3 separate regions of the Pan troglodytes genome follow, and all the other regions are linked to region 1. The links are chromatin contacts, called in public HiChIP or PLAC-seq maps. All regions are on one chromosome and are shown on one strand. The core of a region is the stretch at or near the end of the contact, and the rest is flanking DNA. Distances in the headings are between cores, read along the strand shown.

The links. HiChIP or PLAC-seq counts read pairs in DNA pulled down with a chosen protein or histone mark.
Region 2: an H3K4me3 HiChIP or PLAC-seq map of stem cell-derived excitatory neurons shows a contact between it and region 1, with 9 times the contacts expected there. The contact joins the promoter of SUN2 here to the promoter of ATF4 in region 1. A contact is called at or near these places in 1 of 7 Hi-C or Micro-C datasets (stem cell-derived neural progenitor cells) and 1 of 1 datasets of contacts at active chromatin or transcription factors (stem cell-derived excitatory neurons).
Region 3: an H3K4me3 HiChIP or PLAC-seq map of stem cell-derived excitatory neurons shows a contact between it and region 1, with 6 times the contacts expected there. The contact joins the promoter of CBX6 here to the promoter of ATF4 in region 1. A contact is called at or near these places in 1 of 7 Hi-C or Micro-C datasets (stem cell-derived neural progenitor cells) and 1 of 1 datasets of contacts at active chromatin or transcription factors (stem cell-derived excitatory neurons).

The regions. Positions count from the first base shown.
Region 1 is chr23:41,517,221-41,520,517 of NHGRI_mPanTro3-v2.0_pri, forward strand. It overlaps ATF4 (activating transcription factor 4), which reads left to right and starts at 1,473. Exons shown (of 3, transcript NM_001252517.2): 1 at 1,473-1,662; 2 at 2,265-2,582; 3 at 2,684-3,297. The coding sequence starts at 2,357.
Region 2 is chr23:40,760,343-40,763,639 of NHGRI_mPanTro3-v2.0_pri, forward strand. It overlaps SUN2 (Sad1 and UNC84 domain containing 2), which reads right to left and starts at 1,484. Exons shown (of 19, transcript XM_016939182.4): 1 at 1,212-1,484; 2 at 92-156.
Region 3 is chr23:40,874,690-40,877,986 of NHGRI_mPanTro3-v2.0_pri, forward strand. CBX6 (chromobox 6) reads right to left here and starts at 1,564. Exons shown (of 5, transcript XM_016939189.4): 1 at 517-1,564; 2 at 297-340; 3 at 87-152. The coding sequence starts at 585.

The DNA.
Region 1 (3,297 bases), core at 223-2,722:
AGCAAGAAGCTTCATCCCATTGGGCCACGGTTTACCATTGGAAAGGATTTGTGGGCGAGGTTGAATGAGCGCAGCAGATGGCCTGTGGTTATTTAGAGCAGTGCTTCCCTGGTGGTTTGATATCACAGCGCTCATACTTGTGTGGCCCAGTGAAATGGAGGCGGAAACTCAAAGTTTCCACCTTCACAGGGCCTGACTGGAAGGGGCTGAAAGATGATGGGGAGGTTTCTTGTATTCTTAAAACAGACTACCCCTTCCCAACGCACAACCCCCAGTAAGTGGCCGTGGGTTCCCAAGCGCCTCTCCTCCCTGGGCCATGGGCGTGACTGCTGAAAAGCGGGTTAGGCCGGGGAGTTCAGAATCCGGAGTGAATCCGAACTACCCCAGGGAGACGGCAGCGAAGAAAATCTTGTTCTTAGGAGAACGCAATCTTCGGACACCAGAAGTTCCTCTATGATGCTATTCTGTGGCAGCCTTGCACTTGAGCCGGATGAAAATTGTAAAAACCCAGGTTGGGCGACAGGACGGCGCGTCTTCCCGGCTCCTTTCCAGAGTTTAGGAGGAGCCATGCAGACTCAGCCGGCCTTTGGGGGTAGGTGGACAGGCCCGGCGCGCCCTCTCGAGGCCCCTTCAACCTCCCGGGGGCAGCAGCGCCGTGTCGGCTATGAATGGGGCCTCTGGAAAACTCAGGCTTGGAACAGGTAACCCCCCGGTTTCCGCAGGCCACAAATCACCACCCGCAACCGAAGGACGCGCAGGCTGGGAGCGGCGGCGGGGCCACCAGTGCGGACCTCCACTGAGGGCGGCGGGATCCGACCGCAGGGGCTGGTCCCTGAGGCCACTAAGGGGTGCGCTGGGCTAAGGCCGCCTGGGGGCAGGAGCCAGCGCGATCGTGGCGGGCCAGCAGGCGAGGCTGGCTGAGGACTAGCAGAGACCTAGCAGAGACCCGAGACCCCTACCCTTCCCACGCGGACCCCGGGATCCCTCTCCCAGCAGCCGCCCATCTAGGGCCCTGAGCCAATAAGAGCTCGAGGTATATATGATTCACCGGGCCTGGGCCAATCACCTTGACGCGCGCTCTTCGCCAGCACCTCGCGCGATAACCTGGCGTCCTCGCCCTTCACAATAAAAACTCTTCGCCGGAAAACGACCTTTCCCCGCCCACTGCGCTGACACCGGAAGCGAGGCGTGTCTGGGAGATCACTCCGCGCTCCGGCGGCGAAGGAAAGAACGGACTCTGATCATAGAAGCCTAGTAAAGTAGTACGCCTCTCTCCTTTCGTGAGGCCATAAGAACAAACTCCTTTTCTCGTCACAGCTACGCCCTGGGCATAAACGGTTGGGGCGTCAAAGGGAGGGAGGGAAGGGAGCGGGCGGGAGGAGACGGTCACGTGGTCGCGGCGGAAGGATGCGTCTGTGCTGCGTCCCCATAGAGACGAAATCTATAAAGGGCCGGCGGGCGGCCACTGCAGCCATTTCTACTTTGCCCGCCCACAGATGTAGTTTTCCCTGCACGTGTGCGTTTTCCCTCCTCCCCGCCCTCAGGGTCCACGGCCACCATGGCGTATTAGGGGCAGCAGTGCCTGCGGCAGCATTGGCCTTTGCAGCGGCGGCAGCAGCACCAGGCTCTGCAGCGGCAACCCCCAGCGGCTTAAGCCATGGCGTGAGTACCGGGGCGGGTCGTCCAGCTGTGCTCCTGGGGCCGACGCGGGTTTTGGATTGGTGGGGTGCGGCCTGGGGCCAGGGCGGTGCCGCCAAGGGGGAAGCGATTTAACGAGCGCCCGGGACGCGTGGTCTTTGCTTGGGTGTCCCCGAGACGCTCGCGTGCCTGGGATCGGGAAAGCGCAGTCGGGTGCCCGGACTGCTTCCCCAGGGGCCCTACAGCCCTCGGACCCCGAGCCCCGCAAGGGTCCCAGGGGTCTTGGCTGTTGCCCCGCGAAACGTGGCAGGAACCAAGATGGCGGCGGCAGGGCGGCGGCGCGGGCGTGAGTCAAGGGCGGGCGGTGGGCGGGGCGCGGCCGCCCTGGCCGCATTTGGACGTGGGGACGGAGCGCCTTCCTCTTGGCGGCCGGTGGAAGAATTGCCTGGTCTCCGTGAGCGTCCATTTTGTGGAACCTGAGTTGCAAGCAGGGAGGGGCAGATACAACTGCCCTGTTCCCGATTCTCTAGATGGCCGATCTAGAGAAGTCCCGCCTCATAAGTGGAAGGATGAAATTCTCAGAACAGCTAACCTCTAATGGGAGTTGGCTTCTGATTCTCATTCAGGCTTCTCACGGCATTCAGCAGCAGCGTTGCTGTAACCGACAAAGACACCTTCGAATTAAGCACATTCCTCGATTCCAGCAAAGCACCACAACATGACCGAAATGAGCTTCCTGAGCAGCGAGGTGTTGGTGGGGGACTTGATGTCCCCCTTCGACCAGTCGGGTTTGGGGGCTGAAGAAAGCCTAGGTCTCTTAGATGATTACCTGGAGGTGGCCAAGCACTTCAAACCTCATGGGTTCTCCAGCGACAAGGCTAAGGCGGGCTCCTCCGAATGGCTGGCTGTGGATGGGTTGGTCAGTCCCTCCAACAACAGCAAGGGTGAGTGGGCCACCACCACATCGTCCGGGTGGGATCTAGGGTTAGGGGCCTCCTACCTTTGTATCTGACTCACTTGGCCCCATCACTCAAATGTTTTGCAGAGGATGCCTTCTCCGGGACAGATTGGATGTTGGAGAAAATGGATTTGAAGGAGTTCGACTTGGATGCCCTGTTGGGTATAGATGACCTGGAAACCATGCCAGATGACCTTCTGACCACGTTGGATGACACTTGTGATCTCTTTGCCCCCCTAGTCCAGGAGACTAATAAGGAGCCCCCCCAGACGGTGAACCCAATTGGCCATCTCCCAGAAAGTTTAACAAAACCCGACCAGGTTGCCCCCTTCACCTTCTTGCAACCTCTTCCCCTTTCCTCAGGGGTCCTGTCCTCCACTCCAGATCATTCCTTTAGTTTAGAGCTGGGCAGTGAAGTGGATATCACTGAAGGAGATAGGAAGCCAGACTACACTGGTTACGTTGCCATGATCCCTCAGTGCATAAAGGAGGAAGACACCCCTTCAGATAATGATAGTGGCATCTGTATGAGCCCAGAGTCCTATCTGGGGTCTCCTCAGCACAGCCCCTCTACCAGGGGCTCTCCAAATAGGAGCCTCCCATCTCCAGGTGTTCTCTGTGGGTCTGCCCGCCCCAAACCTTACGATCCTCCTGGAGAGAAGATGGTAGCAGCAAAAGTAAAGGGTGAGAAACTGGATAAG
Region 2 (3,297 bases), core at 234-2,733, 760 kb before region 1:
GCAGGAAGTTGGCCTGGGTCCTTGTCTCTATTCCTGTCCTTATAAGGTAATCTCCCCTCCCCCCTCCCTGCCCCGCCCGTACGGTCCCTACCTGAAGGCTCCAGCTGCACACACAGGGACTCCTCTTAGCCTCTGTCCTGCTGAAGGAGGTGACACCTTTGCCCAGGGCAGAAACAAGGCAACATGTTTATACCATACCCAAGCTGCCGCTGGGAAGAACTAAATATTCTGATGGAGGTTGAGGGGGGAGTGCTGAAAACTGTCAGCACCCGCCTCCGCCCTCCCAGAACTTCCAGAGATGCCTCTTAGTCTTTCCTGCGGCATCCTGGCATCACAAAACAGTTTACCATTGAGTCTGGGTTTCACAAGATGAAAAAGGTCGAGGCCCCATTCTCCAAAACAAGAAGTGAGCCTCTAGGAGCTGAAATCTACTACTGCGAATCATAATAGACACCACCCCCGCCCCACCTCCTCCCTAACAATCAGTTAGGAAACGCTCATCGAAAGCATCCTTCCCCACTTCTCAGCTGGGCGACTTCCTTTCTCAATTCCGCCCTTCCCCATCACAAACATCTCCATCCATCTTCAGACTTAAACCAGATCTGGGGCATCTTCCTCGTGACATTTCCACTCCCTGGGCACAGCCAGGCCACACGCCCTTGTGGGACCTGCCAAATGCCCGGTGCTAACTCCCTCTGCCCTCATCCCCACAGGCCAAACCTGCAGAAATTGTCACCAAAGGCGCGCCTCCTGGCTCTCTAAGTCACACCGCGCCCCCCATTGCTTTGTTTTGTTTTGTTTTAGAACTGAACAAAACGGGCCTTCCTCTGAGGCCCTGAGTTCTGACAGGCAGAGGCTGGGAACTGCCTGTCCCTGGAAACGGCCTGTCTGGCACAAAACCCGTAGGCGCTGCCCGGGGCCGGGTTGGGGCAGTCGGCCTTTGCCCTCCTCCTCCCGGGAGGCTGCCCGGGAAGTCCCGCCCGCAGACACCGCCCTCCCGGCTGACCAGTGGCGCGGCAGGCGGGGCGGGGGCCAGGAGGTGAGTCAGGGCGCGGGCCGCGGACCCGGGTGGAGGCTGGAGCCGGCCCAGCGCAGCCCGGAGAGGAGGAAGCAGGCCTGGCGGCGCGGCCCCGCCCGAGTGGCCCGACGGTGACCCGGGGTCAGGCCGGGCCGCGGCCCCCCAACCCTCTCCTGAGCTCGCCCGCACTCACCTGCTGCCGCGGCGGCTTCTAGCCCGGCCGGGGGCGTCCGAGGCCAGGCCGCCGCCGGGGCGCGCCCCCTTTCCGCGTGGGGATCCCGCGGGCGGCGCTCCGCTCAGGGCGACACAGCGGCCGGGCCCGGGGCGCGCGGGCACGCGAAGAGCGGCGACGCGGGACAAGGCGGGCGGGCGGACAATGCGGCCGGCGGAGGCCCGCGCTGCGCGAGTGGGGCCGGGCGGCGCGCGTGTGGCCGACTCTGTATGTGTGCGCCTGTCAGTCAACGCTGACAGGCCGCAGCCCATTGGCCAGGCCCTGCCGGCCGTCACCGCCCACCGCCGCCACCCATTGGCCGGTTTGAACACAAAGCCCCGGCTCGCCCCGCCCCCGCGTAGGCCCCGCTGCCCTGCGCGCTCAGCCTAGGAGTCCGCGCGTGGGAGGCGCTGGGCGGGCGGGGACCCCGGGCTGCGGGAGGACGCGACGGGAGCCTGTGCTGGGGCTCGGGCTCAGCAGGGCACTGGACTCCCGATCTGGCGGCTCAGAACACCTGAGACAGCTCTGAGCGCCCCCACGCGCGCCTGCAGCCTGGTTCACCAGGCCGGCGTCCGAGGGGAGGGTGGGAGCCCTGGGAGCGGCAGCGCGTGGGTGGCCCTTGGTGCGCTCTCGGTGAGGCTGTCGAGGGCTTGCTCAACACCCGGCACCAGTGCCGTTGTCCTCTTAGCCGGCCATTTCTACACCCATTTTTCAGACAAGGAAACAGGTTGCTAATTTGGGGATTCCAGACATGCTGGGAGGCCCTGCCTCTTCCCAAGCTTTACCCAGAGCACCCAAGTTTCACGACAGCTCTTCTATTTTTTGTTTGTTTTAAACAGATTTTCTATTTTATTTAAATAGAGACGAGATCTCACTATGTTTGCCTAGGCTGGTCACGAACTCCTGAGCTCCAGTGATCCTCCCGCCTCGGCTTCCCAAAGTACTAGGATTACAGGTATGAGCCACCGCGCCCGGCCAGCTCTTCTGTTTTAAGGACGGTGCTTGCTGCACTTGAGCTGTGGGAAGGCAGGGCTGGCCACTCATTCTTCTACCTTACTCAGACTTGGAACGAGTTCTCAGCGTTTGAGTAAAATGCTGCCTGACTCCGGGGGTCCTGTTCCTTGGCTCCCCATCCGCCAACTGTACAGATAGAGCAGGTGCACAGCTTGGGATGAATCTCTTTCTGTGCCAGCCCTTCTAAGGGCAGATGAACAGTCGTTATTTTACTTTTAAAGTACCAAGAGGAAACGAGACAAGAATGACAAAATCACCGAGGCAGGAACAGGAAGGCTGTGGGGTCGGAGGATTGAGGAAAGGCAAAACCCTCATGCTAAAGTGGCTTCAGCCCAACTCCAGACAAAAACAGTCCCCTTTCCTGGGCCTCCATTGCCTGCTCTGGAAAGAGAAGAGTCTCCTGCTGGCCATTATCACTCCTAGGTTTAGACTGCAAGCTCTTTGAGGACATGGACAAGCTCTCCAGAGCCTGGTACCGAGCCTGGCTCCGGTCTGAGTGTCTGCTGAATGGAGCAATGAAAGGAGAATTCAAATCAGACGTAGGGGCAGCATCCAGGTAGGGGAAGGGCCTCTCTGACTCCTCATCTCTGGGATGCTCAACTCCAGAATTCTGTCCTAACCACTTCTATGGAGTTTCCACATCCTACCTCCTCCATTGCACAGCCTGCTTCCCCCTCTCCGGGGGTCCTGGCAGACAGGGGGGTCTGGCCTTGCTGGGGTCGGAGGGGAGTCCAGGTCCCCTCCCAGGATGTGCTGAGTGGATATGTGAGGCTCATGCCCACAGGCTGACTGAAGGCAGGCCCCTCTTAAACTCTGCATCCTCTGGGGGCTGGGAGCAGGCAGAATAATGGTCGCTACAGGAATTCGGTACTAATGCTTGGAATCTGTGACTGTTATCTACATGCAAAGACTTTGCAGATGTGACTAAAGATTTTGAAATGAGATTATCCTAGATTATCAGGGTGGGCCCTAGGTGTAACACAAGTAACCCTTTAAGAGAAAGATAGGGGCTGGGCACTGTGGCACACGCCTATAATCCCAGCACTTTGAGAGG
Region 3 (3,297 bases), core at 314-2,813, 640 kb before region 1:
GCCCTTCCCGGCTCTCCCGCTTCCCCGCGCGGCGCCCCAGCCAAGCCTCGGCCTCGCAGCCCCTGCCAGCTTCCCCAACAACTCACTTTTGCTCGAAGGCTGCAATGAGCCGCGAGTCCAGGATGTTCTCCTCGGGCTCCCAAGTGCTGTACCTGCCGAGTCACAAACGCACAAAATCAGGATGAAGACCAGAGAGGGACAGGCACGCGGCGAGAGCAAGAGCGCGCACCCCCACCCCAGGCCCCGGTGCCCGCTGCCTCCCCTCCCGCGACGCCCCCGGACCCCGCGACACTCACTTGATCGCCCACCCCTTCCATTTCACCAGGTACTCGATGCGTCCCTGAAAAACAGAGGGGAGAAAAACGGGAGTGGGGGTGGGGAGGATGCGGGGACGCGAGGAGGCGGCGGCGCGGGGCTGGGCGAGGGAGCCGGGCTAGCGGGACCGCTTCGCCCCGAGGGCCCCCGGCCCCGGCCCCGGCTGCGGACAGCGGCGGCCCGCCCCGGGCGGCGGCTCACCTTTCGGATCCGCCGTTTGATGATGGATTCGGCCGCGAAGACCCGCTCGCCCACTGCAGACAGCTCCATCTTGCTCAGCGGCACCCACAGCCCATAATACTCCCTGCGCCCGCGGCCGGTGCGGCACCGCTCGCGCACGCGCCGCAGCGCCCAGGCCCCGGCGGGCGGGAGCGCGGCGGGGCGCGCGCTCGCGTTCCAGCTGCGGGCCGTCACGTGATCCTCGCGTCTGGCGCGCGGTTACCACGACCTCCCCCTCCCCCGGGGCGGTTGCTAGGGAAAGTCGGCGCTCGCGGGGCGGGGGCGCGCGCTGGCTCTTAAAGGGGCCGCGCGGGCGGAGGGAGCAATTGCCGGCCGACCCGATGGGTGCCCGGCTTGTGGGCACGCTGCGGCCTTACGCTTATCACCCCCCGTCACATCTTGCCGGCGCCCGATCGCTGACACCCTCTCCTTGCCTCTTAATCCCCACGCGAGTCTCGCCAGGCCCCGGGCGGAGAAGGGCTGTGGAGCCCGAGTCTCGCCGCCACCGCGCATCTCCCGCAGCAGCCTGCAAACAGTTAAATATGATGCAGCAGAAATGCAGTTGCTGTTGCCTTGCCAGGCCTTGCGGGAATTTCTTTAAAACATCGCCCCCCACCCATTATTTATGTATTCGTGGGAGTGTGGTTTTGTAACCAGTTCAGAAGAGTTAAAACAAAAACGCCACCGCAGGAAGGGGGTGTGCGGCGAATGGGGCCGAGGAAGGCCGGAGTGACCGTGGGCATCTGTCTGCGGCCGGGGTCTCGGGCGGCACCTGTCCTCGCCCAGGAGACCGGGGAGGACTCGGCGGGGCCGGTGTGGCAGTGGGGGAGGGAGAGCGACCGCGGGCAGGAACGGGCTCCCCGCACCCCGCCTTGGGCCCACAGCGGGTCATCATCTGGTCATTCGGCAGAAACCGCCTTCGCGGTCATATCTGTGTTTTCCGATTCCCAGCACCCCTCCCGGCCCCCCGACCTGGCCGCGTCCCTCTCCCCGCCCGCAGCTGCGCGAAGCTTCCGCCATTGCTCTGGGGAGCCCAGATCCCAGCTTCCCACTTGAGGAGGGGCGGGGGATCGAGCTGGGGCTGTCCAGGAACGGACACACAAAAAATAGCCCTGCCGCGCAAAACGCTCCACTTTTTAAATGTTGAAATTACTTGAACTTTATTTCCCATTATGTTAGTAGTCTTGTTCTTTGTAAAACAATTTTAAAAATACAGATAAAACAACTGTCCATAACCCCCATAAAACCATTGTTAACATCTTCACCAATCTTCCAGCCTCTGCTCTATGCGTACATAAACTCACGTACACCTATGTATGTATGTATATACATACACATTGTCTGTAGATTTAATTTTTTAACAAAATGGGATCACGCTATTCACACTGTTCTGGAATCTGCTTTTCTCCCTTAATGCTATAAAGTGGACATCTTTCAGTGTCATTAAATACAGATTTCACCATCCTTCCGGTGACCACCTTGGGGCTGAGATGGGGTGGGGAGGAAGGGGGATTGTGAAGAGTCAGGGTTGTGTCTTGCGAACATCAATGGCTCATTAGGAAATATTTTTACGTTTCTGTGCTACAATGCCAATTCTTGGGTTTCAAATCCACCATAGCAAAATGTTAGTCTTTTTCTCCCAGCAGATTTGTCCAATTATTACCTTGAGAGAAATCCCTCTCCTCACTTAAATTCAGTATGTTCCAGGGAAACAGCTATTTGCTGGCCAGCCCAAGGTGAGCTGCTGTGGTAAAAATAGAAATGTCCTCCTGGGAGACGTGGGTGGTGGTGGGTGAGCAGGTGAGAGGAGTGGGTATGACAGTGTGTGTGTGTTCAGGCTGACGGAGACAGGTGGGGGATGAAGCAGGTGAGTCCACTTGTTGATTCATTCAGCAGTGTTTGTGAGCCCTTGTGAAGCACCAGGCTTTGTGTGAAACCATCAGGAAACAAAGGTGCCCCAGGCTGAGGAGCTGTCAGTGGGGTGAGAAAGGCACCTGTCACACAGTGTGACTAATGCTAGAATAAAGGTGTAGGAGTTTCGTGTTGCTGCTCTCACAAATTAACACAAGCTCAGTGGCTTAAAATGACTCAAATTTGTTATCTGATGACTCTGGAGGCGGGAAGTCCCAAATCAGTGTTACTGGGCCCAAGTGAAGGTATCCTCAGGGCTGGTCCCTTTTTGGAGGGTCAAGGAGAGTATCTGTTCCGTGCCTCATCCAGCTTCCAAATGTTGCTGGCATTTCTTGGCTCATGGCTTCATCACTCAAATCTCTGTTTCCACGATCCCTTTGCTCACTTCCTGCTTCTTTCTTTCTTTTGTTTTTGTTTTTGAGATGGAGTCTTGCTCAGTCACCCAGGTGGGAGTGCAGTGGCACAATCTTGGCTCACTGCAACTTCTGCCTCCCGGTTTCAAACAATTCTCCCAGTCTCAGCCTCCCAAGTAGCTGGGATTACAGGCATGCGCCACCACACCTGGCTAATTTTTATATTTAGTAGAGATGGGGGTTTCACCATGTTAGCCAGGCTGGTCTCGAACTCCTGACCTCAAGTAATCCGCCCGCCTCAGCCTCCCAAAGTACTGGGATTACAGGCGTGAGCCACCGCACCTGGCTTCTGCCTCTTTCTTTTAACGACACCTGTGATTACATTGGGTCTGCCCAAAAAATTGAGAATGATCTTTCCGTCTCAACCTCCTCAACTTAATCAGATCTGCAAAGACCCTCTTACCATAGGGTAACATGGATGGTAAGTAAGGTATCCTAT